Linked DNA regions of Mus musculus: region 2 is linked to region 1. The links are chromatin contacts, called in public Hi-C maps. All regions are on one chromosome and are shown on one strand. The core of a region is the stretch at or near the end of the contact, and the rest is flanking DNA. Distances in the headings are between cores, read along the strand shown.

Evidence for each region. Hi-C and Micro-C count contacts between places; a contact is called where the count stands out from the background.
Region 2: a Hi-C map of rod photoreceptor shows a contact between it and region 1, with 2.7 times the contacts expected there. The contact joins the promoter of Elovl4 here to the enhancer-like site in region 1. A contact is called at or near these places in 1 of 39 promoter capture datasets (macrophages), 2 of 484 Hi-C or Micro-C datasets (epidermal suprabasal cells and rod photoreceptor), 1 of 115 datasets of contacts at active chromatin or transcription factors (embryonic stem cells) and 2 of 9 other capture datasets (liver and pancreatic islet).

Annotation. Positions count from the first base shown.
Region 1 is chr9:83,759,308-83,764,087 of GRCm38.p6, forward strand. No RefSeq gene overlaps it. Among named protein-coding and RNA genes, the nearest start is that of Gm39386, 36 kb to the left of the region's middle. Within about 2 kb of position 2,199, at least 3 of the 459 cell types and tissues checked have an H3K27ac peak or open chromatin away from gene starts, as enhancers often do. A contact at or near this core is called in rod photoreceptor, where this site is marked.
Region 2 is chr9:83,803,970-83,808,749 of GRCm38.p6, forward strand. Elovl4 (elongation of very long chain fatty acids (FEN1/Elo2, SUR4/Elo3, yeast)-like 4) reads right to left here and starts at 2,336. Exons shown (of 6, transcript NM_148941.2): 1 at 1,970-2,336. The coding sequence starts at 2,069.

The DNA of each region.
Region 1 (4,780 bases), core at 949-3,448:
TTATAATAGCCAGAACATGGAAAGAACCCAGATGCCCCTCAACAGAGGAATGGATACAAAAAATGTGGTACATTTACACAATGGAGTACTACTCAGCTATTAAAAAGAATGAATTTATGAAATTCCTAGGCAAATGGTTGGACCTGGAGGGCATCATCCTGAGTGAGGTAACACGATCACAAAAGAACTCAAATAATATGTACTCACTGATAAGTGGATATTAGCCCAGAAACTTAGTATAGTGAGATATAAGGTACAATTTGCAACACACATGAAACTGAAGAAGAACGAAGACCAAAGTGTGGACACTTTGCCCCTTCTTAGAATTGGAAACCCATGGAAGGAGTTACAGAGACAAAGTTTGGAGCTGAGACAAAAGGATGGACCATCAAGAGACTGCCATATCCAGGGATCCATCCCATAATTAGCCTCCAAACGATGACACCATTGCATACACTAGCAAGCGTTTGGTGCAAGGACCGTGATATAGCCGTCTCTTGTGAGACTAGGCCAGGGCCTAACAAACACAGAAGTGGATGCTCACAGTCAACTCTTGGATGGATCACAGGGCCCCTAATGGAGGAGCTAGAGAAAGTATCCAAGGAGCTAAAGAGATCTGCAACTCTGTAAGTGCAACATTATGAACTAACCAGTACCCTGGAGCTCTTGACTCTAGCTGCATAAGTATCAAAAGATGGCCTAGTCGGCCATCACTGGAAAGAAGGCCCACTGGACAGGCAAACTTTATATGCCCCAGTACAGGGGAACGCCAGGGCCAAAAAATGGGAATGGGTGGGGAGGGGAGGGGGGGGGAGGGTGTGGGAGGCTTTTGGGATAGCATTGGAAATGTAATTGAGGAAAATACGTAATAAAAAAAAAGAATGGTGGTCCATCAAAACAATGGCATACGAGGCAATGATAAAGAAGTAGCCCTCAAGCCCTGAGAAAACATGTAAGAGGTCTTACACACACACACATACACGCACGCACGCACGCACGCACGCGCGCGCGCTCACGAACACAAACACACACTAACTGAAAAGGCACAATGTGATTCCAGCAAATAGAATATTCATTCTGCAAAAGGTACACACATGGGGACAGCCAAAAGATGAGTAGTGGCCAGCGTTAGAGGAAGAGAGGTGTGTCACAAAGAGCTCCCAGGGACTGAATCTATTGTGACCGTGGGGTTTATATAACACCTAGAGTGAGCCCAAATGCCATCTGGAACTTGTATTACTGTGTTAAAATCAGCAAAAGTCATGGCGCGGGGCAGATGGTTTGTGGATCCTCTATGATCTCTGCTCAGTTTTCCTCCTGGAACCTGAAATTACTCTAAAAAATTGATGTCTGTTTTTAAGAATATTTATAATAAAAATTTTGCATGTGACTTCAAAGAAATTCAGTATACCAGTAATAAGACCCATAGTATAATTTTGTTGAAATAATTGTTAGCCCTTTTAAAGATTCCTTTTATTTTGTTTACTTTTCAAGACAGGGTTTCTCTGTGTAGCCCTGCCTCACCTGAAACTCACTCTGTAGACCAGGCTGGCCTGCCTCTGCCTCTCTGCCTCTCTGCCTCTCTGCCTCTCTGCCTCTCTGCCTCTCTGCCTCTCTGCCTCTCTCTCTGCCTCTCTGCCTCTCTGCCTCTCTGCCTCTCTGCCTCTCTGCCTCTCTCTCTGCCTCTCTGCCTCTCTCTCTCTGCCTCTCTGCCTCTCTCTCTGCCTCTCTGCCTCTCTCTCTGCCTCTCTCTCTGCCTCTCTGCCTCTCTGCCTCTCTGCCTCTCTGCCTCTGCCTCTGCAGTGTTGGGATTAAAGGTGTGTGCCACCACCACCCTGCTAGTGTCTATGTGTGTGTATGTGAATATGTACACGTGAATGCAGGTGCTCTCAGGGTTACATGTAGTTATGAGCTAAGATTCAACTTGGGTTTTAAACACTGAGCTATCTGTGCTCCCCCAATTAATAAAAAATGTTGAGGCAAAGTCTCAAGGCTGATCTGAAAGCTCTGCGCTCAGGTGATCCTCCTGCCTTGGTTTCTCAAGCAGCTGACGCACACAATACTATGAACAGCTAATAAATGTGTCTGAGGTCCTAATACTGAAACAGAAAGAGGTTTGGAGATGCATAGAGCGAAGGGCATGGTATTAGTACTGTTGTTTAGGCTAGGGATCTATGGCAGGCCCCTTAGGATTTACAGTCATTAATTTCTATTATTGTCACAGTGTCTGACAGTGAGCCCTTAATCTGATTATCTTTTCTGCTCTTCTACCCCCTCCCCCATCTCACAAGGAGTGCACATTAACTCCTTCTATAAATCTGTAAAAGCCAATACCAAAACTTCTTTAGGTTTATTCTGCTATTAAATAAACTTAAGTACGTAAGTAATAATGTCTTCCTATAGAGATTTTCTTTGCCAAAATTTAAAGTTTAGTCCATTAATCTACAGTAAACAGTGTCAGAACTTCAGAGGTACAATTAATGACTCAGTTACCCCTTAACTGGAGAGTTTTTCTAAGCGAATCAAATTTTGTATTTGCAGTGTGTGTATGTGTCTGTGTGTGTGTGTTTTCCAAGGAAGCATCAAATCATATCATCATAGCATTTTTTGTAACTATTTGATGATGACATAATGTAGTATGTTATATAAGCAACAACGCAACCAGTCTTCTAAGGGGTAGTTAATACATATGATGCATATATTACCTTTTAAAATATTAATTATACTTTTACTAGATCAATTCACCAGAAGAGTTTCTATCATTTTCTCAGTACAGCAAAACTCCTTCAAAAGTATGCTTTAAGCTATAAATAGACATCAAGGGAAAACATCCCAATATTAACCTAAATATGCAGTGAGTAGTCAATTTTTTGCTGCAACTAGGTAATATAACCATTTTTGGAATTGAACTTAAGGACAGTTGTGAATAATTTACAAGTAGAAAATGGCCTAGAGCAATAATTCACTTTTGAAAATTACTGAATAATAGCCATGCAAAGCACAAAACTTTCCCCAGAACTGTTATAAAATAAATCACGAAATAATAATAAAACTCTTTTACCAAATGCAGGAGAGGTAGGACTTTTAAGAAGATACTGAGAAAATGCAAAAATTGTCATGTTCTGTGCAACTCTGAGTTAGATACAAACTAAAGACTATGTATACCGTTTTATTTAATTTTCTTGTATTCAGTTAGATATTATTAGCCTCATTTTATATATAAAGCAACAGACCCAGAAGGATTTAGTAACTTGTTCCAGGTTTCATCTAAGTAACAAAGCTCAGACAGGAGTCTCTAGACTTTAAAAAAAATGCTTTCAGTTTTGTTTTGAGAAAATATCAACAAGTTTTCTGATTTTGGATAACAGGCAAGCTCACCTCTTGAATGTCTAACCTCTGATAGTCCTGTTAAATATATACTAAAGATAAGCAAAATGTCAAAACCCGTGTTAATGGGAAGAATATAAAGGAATCACAACAGATACGTTTCAATAACATTTGATAAGATGAATGTAGATCTTTACGTTGTTGAACCACAAAAAAAAAAAAAAAAAAAAAAATCACATGAAGAGAGATGTTGTGGAAGAGGTATTGAGTTTTTCTTCCACGGTCCTCAAATCCAAGACTGATGAGCTGTCAGACGTGAGTTGTTCGCTGAAAAAAAGGACTTGAGAATTTTATTTTATTTTATTTTATTTTATTTTATTTTATTTTATTTTATTTGGAGCAAACAGGTAATTTTAGCTAACTTGTTCAGTCTCTGTAAGTGGGGCCTCAACCATGCCACAGAACACAATGGGCATATCAGAAGAAAGTCTGTGGGAGTTTGTTCTTTCTTTCTACCATGTGAATCCCTGGGAATGAACTCAAGTGGTTAGAGTTGGCTGGAACCACCCTGACACACTAAGCCATATTCCTAACTCTGAGTAAATGGTGGGTTTTTTTGTTTTGTTTTGTTTTGTTTTTTGTTTCAGATATTTTCTTTATTTATATTTCAAATGTTTTCCCCTTTCCAGGTCTCCCCTTCGGAAACCTCCTATCCCATCACCCTCCCCCTGCCTTTATGAGGGTGCTCCCCCCATCTACCCACTCCCATCCTCCCACCCTGGCATTCCCCTGCACTGGGACATCGAACACCCTCAGGCCCAAGGGCCTCTCCTCCCACTGATGTCCAACAAGGCCATCCTCTGCCACATATGTGTCCAGCACTATGGGTTGCTCCATGTGTATTCTTTGGTTGGTGGTCCAGTCCTTGGGAGCTCTAGGGGTTGGGGGTCTGGCCAGTTGACACTGTTGCTTCCTCCGTGGGGCTGCAAACCCCCTCAGCTCCTTCAGTCCCTTCTCTAACTCCTCCATCAGGAACCCCCAAGCTCAGTCCAATGGTTGGCTGTGAGCTTCCTCCTCTGTATTTGTCAGGCTCTGGCAGAGCATCTGGATTTGAGAAATTTTATACTCAAATTTTATACAGCTCAACCATCACTTCCCGGTTACCACCCTTAGCCATAAAATTCATTACATCAATTAACTTTTACTTTCTGTGACCCTCTCAAAGAATAACGGTGAGGATGAGGGTTTGTATATGCAATGGTTTGAATGAGATGCCTTCCCATAGTCTCAGTCATTTGAATACTTGGTCCCCAGTTTGTGGCACTGTTTGGGGAGGTATAGGAGCTGTGACCTTTATGGAGGTGTGTCACTGGAGGTGAGCTTTGACAGTTTGAAGACCATTTTAAGTTCACTCTCAGCTTAGTGTTTGCAGTTCAAGATGTGAAATCTCAGC
Region 2 (4,780 bases), core at 1,086-3,585, 45 kb after region 1:
CCCCTTACACTGCAGCAAGGCCCAGACTCTAGCCCCTGAGCCTCTGGTGGATTAAGAAGCGGCACCTCTGCCTGCACACGGCAGCTCTGGGCAGAGGTAAGGAAGCAGTCTCAGGTTTCGTAAGTGGATAGTCTAGAACATGGATGAATACCTTCCCACTGACCTGCTAGTAAGAGGTCACCTGAGTGTCCCTGCATCTACTCATTTCTCAAGTTTGTCCCATCATTGTGTATTATTTTATGTGCCCCTAAAAAGTATAGGTGCAAGCTTTCACATGAGGGAACACACAAAACCCCCAACTCCATTCACTGTCTTTTTCAGAATCATTCAGAAGGAATGAACCACCACAGGAGGCTTACGTTCTAGCTTTGCTCTCAACTCTTTTTTTTTTTTTTTTTTTTTTTTCTGAGGCTCAGGAGAGGTGAGAACACTACTGAATGGGAAGGAGCCGAGAGAGAGAACGCCTAGGTGTGGCTCTGGATGCGAGGTAGCTGGAGAACCTCATCCGCATCGCCACCTGCCAGCCAGCTTGTCTGATGTTCGGCTCTGTGCAATTGTGTAAGGGGAAGCTCTGATGCAATGTTCCCACCAGTATCGCAGAGATGAAGGGAAGGGTGCTTCTTCCCCGGGTATTGCAGGTATCAGTGTGATAGCATTAAAGTAAAGCTCAAGAAAGAGTCGTTCCTGGACAACTGCCTTTAAACCACCGCCAGCTTCGCGGCTTGGGAACTACTGGCTCTCCTACGGTCAGATGTTTGATCTCCTGAGAAATATCGCGCGTTTTAAAACAAGTCATCGAAGCCTCCAGGTCGAAAAAGCGTTTGTCTCATACAGAAACAATTCCAGCAAGCATTTTGTTCACAGCACATACATCAAATGTCATTCTGTATCAAGCTATATATAACCCACTGTCTCGATTGCCCTAGCAACAGAACACAAAAAACTAAAGAAGAAACTTTTCACTTCTAAAGAAGACAGCCATCATAACCTATATTGCTAACATCCTCCGTTGCTAGAATACAGGGTCACACTGCAAACACACAACACAAATTTAAAGCCCCAAACTATTCCCTGGGATCCTTTAAACTTAACGTTTAAGGTCTCGGAAACTTTTTAAAGCAACAAAGCAAGTGAAGAAATGTTAAAACGTGAACATTTATGTTACAATTACTTCTGCTAGGAAAACTAAGTCACTCAATGACAGCCCTGCTCTGCAAACTCAACAGCTGAAGGGAAAGTTCGCTAATTTCAGTACACTGTACTTATGCTTATGCAGGCTTCTGAGCCATCCTCTAGGTGCTGCTGCGGAGACCCCCAGCCCAAAGCCTGCCTTCTTTCCCCTCCCCCTGACGGCACTGCACTGCGCAAAGCTCTCGCAGAGGGTAGCCTAACAGATTTGCTACTGGGAAACCACAAAAAAACTAACGTTCTTCAAGAAGCTAAATAATGTTATTTTACTTTTCAGTCGAAATTATACTACAAAGAGGTTAGCTAAATGGAAGAAGATAATGAGTGGTTTGTCAAAGTCTTCAAGGAAGCTGAAGTAGCGGAGAGACAGGTATAGTCGCAGCCCTCGTCCGCCTCCAGGCCTATCGCTCTATAAGGAGTACCAGTGCATAAGATAATAGGCGAGCTCGGGAAATGCGGGCGTCAGGGCAGGGTGGTTCCTTGGCTGCACTGGTAGCATCTGGTTAAGTCAGCTCCTGCATTCGCGGAGCTGAAGAGATGGGAGTGTTGAGGGGATGGGGGGTGGGGGGGAGTACGCCTTGAGAGTCTCATCTGATTAACCAGTGCACAACCGCGAGGTCCGCGGCGCCGCATCTGCGGGGACCCGAGCGCCCCCAACAGCCTCAAGGCGCTGGGTAGGGGGCGCAGGGCCTTGCCTAGCGCTGAAGCCGGGGACTGGCGTCTGAGCCGTGGGCAGCCCAAGGAACACCCAGAGGAGATGGGTGAGGCCCCTCGCCTGTACCTGCAATGGTCCAGGTCCAGCGATAGAACTCCACGGTGTCGTTGAATGCCGTGGACATCGCGTTCAGGACGCTGCCGGGCTCTGAGTCCAGCAGCCCCATCTTGGCGAGGAGAGGTACGAGCAGCGGCGAGAAGAGAGGCTCCGATGGACCGTGGGCGACTGCGGCGGGAACCCTGCTGGCAGCGGCGTCTCCTCCTCCTCCAGGCGCCGCGACTGGGGATGCAGGCGGAGAGCAGCGGCGAACAGCAGAGACAAGAAGCCGGAGGGCGGAGGAGGAGGAGGACCAGCCACGAGCGCCCAGCGCTGCTCCTCTCTGTCGCCGCGCGCTGCCGCAGCTCCAATCCCCTCGCCCGCATCACGTGGCCGCGCGGGGCGGGGCGGCGCCTCCTCTCGCCCCGGGCGCGGGGATGCTGCGGTCGCGAGTGGTGGCCGGCTTGCGCAGGCGCGCTAAGGCCAGCCCCGGGCCACCACCTGGGCCACAGGAACGCCGCAGGGGGACACCTCGTACCCAGTCCTCCTCCCCTGCCTTCCTGCCCACGGTTACCTCTGTTCTGCCGGATGCAACGTGGGAAACCGGACGGGAAAAAGTGGGAGTTTGTGGGCAAAGATGAAGTACGCGATGCATTTCTGGTTCTTGCCTATCATTCACCTCCATCACATGTGCTTTTGCTGTCTTCGCCTGTGGCACGTGCTTGTCACCCAGACAAGGAAATGCGGGTGGTTTCACTGTAAAGGAATGCCATTTGTCTTAAGCAGCGGCAAAGGAGAGTAGTCTGTGGTCACCCCGTAAATATTATTAGCATGTAGTTAAATCCTTGTGAGTATTGAAAACAGCGACACTGGCCGATCAAAGCAATATAATTGTACCAAATTAGGCTATTGGTAGTTCAGAGAGGATGGAGCCATAAGAATAGGCTAAAAGAGTCCACTTGCACCACATGAGATTCAGGTCAATCTGAAAGGGTGATGCTGAGGAGAAAAAGAGCAGTTGACTTGTGAGAAGAAAGCAGTCTCTATGAATAAATAGCAACAACAATAACTGCAGCAACAAAATCACACTATGCCATTTTTATAGTTTCTGACATAAAGCAAGATTTCAGTGAATGGTCCAATAACAAGTTCATATGCGTTTTATTCAGATGTGCCATCCACTTTTGTTTCGGCTTTTTTTCTCCACTTGACTGATTTAGAATGCTTATTTTAGAGGTCACTGAGTCAAATGCTCAACGTTGTTAACATGAGTACTACCTGAGCCCTAACTCTGTGCTATAAATAGCAAGTCATAAATATTTATGGTGACAAAATTATAACGCACATCACTTCAGAGCATAGTGGGAGTTGTTTAAGTAGAGAGAGCTTCGGCGAGGAAGGCTAATTAAAGGTAACTGATTTGCTATATAACTCAGACCCCCACAGCCTTCTTTACATGCTTTATTCTGAAATCAACCAAATGATATGATTTATTAATTTGTCAAATCTGCTTGCCAGAATGAAGTTTCTCAAATTAAAGAATTTCTTACACCTCAATTCCTAGTTACGAATCTAGTAACTACAAAGAATTCTAGTCAAATTTCATTTCCTTTGTTAATGTGAGTATGAGTTAGGTTTCCCTTTGCTTATGGTATTGGTTGCTACCTCTGTATTGTCTTGGAGTCTTGGATGTTTTTATGATGGAGAACAGATTCCTACCCTCACCTCACAAAATGTCACCGTCTTTGCTTATTTAATATAATGTGGAATCATTAAGGCAGCTTTATTCAAGAATTTTCTTGGAGCCTCTCTTCTACAGTGGAGGTCAGTTTGAGTTCCTTGTTCACTAGGGGGCGCCTGTCACATAAGGAAATCATAGACAAGCCCCATCAATGTTAAGTTAGAAATGGCAACTATATTGTTAACATTTTCTCTGCCTTACTTGGGGGCATAGTCATTTTTATTTATACTTAGGAGCTGTTCAAGCACATAAGAAGAAACAGTCTTAGGATGTATCCACCCTTGAGCTCTATTACTTGGTGTGAAGATTACAGTCCATTACTTAATATTGCTTAATTCACAAGTAGTTTACAGATACCAATAATCACACAGAACCAAAGCTTGCGTCTATGGTTTGAAAACATCCCTAGAAGTTCATGTGTTGTTGGATCTCAATCCCCAATACAGCAAGGTAGAGAGTTGAGACCTACTTGGAGTGGTGTGGATCATGAGGGCTCCCCTTTCATAAATAGATTAAGTAGCAAAGCTTTTTTATTTTTTTGACCAGGCTGGCCTCAAACTCTAAAATACACCTGCCTCTGCCTCCCAAGTGCTGGGATTAAAGGTGTGTGCCACCACTGCCCAGCGCAAAGCATTTTAAATTGTGAGTTTGGTCTCTCAGAATAAATACTTCTTAGTCGTCTACTTTTTTTACCATGGAATGATGCAGGAAACAAAAGCACCCTCACTAGATCTAGTGCCTTGAATATAGGCTTCCTAGTTTTATACTGTAAGAAATAAATCTGTATTCTCTACAAGTTACTTAGTCTTTTGAAAAGAAGCAGCTTTGAAGTGGGGTAATGGGTAGAGACTGGAAGAGCTTCAAGGGTTAGCTATAAAATTGAGGTTTTCCCAGGAACTGTTGGAGCAGCAGAGAGAGCATGGGGAGGAAAGACTGCATATCTTTATACCTAAGAGGTCACCAGCAGTAGAAGCACAGACAGTATGGGACATTCTGGTGATGTTGCAGAGAGAAATAAGAACAGCACTGAAAACGGAAGTAAAGTGAAGTTGGCTAGACTGCGCCCATGCCTAGGGATGTATGGAAACAGATTAGGAGTG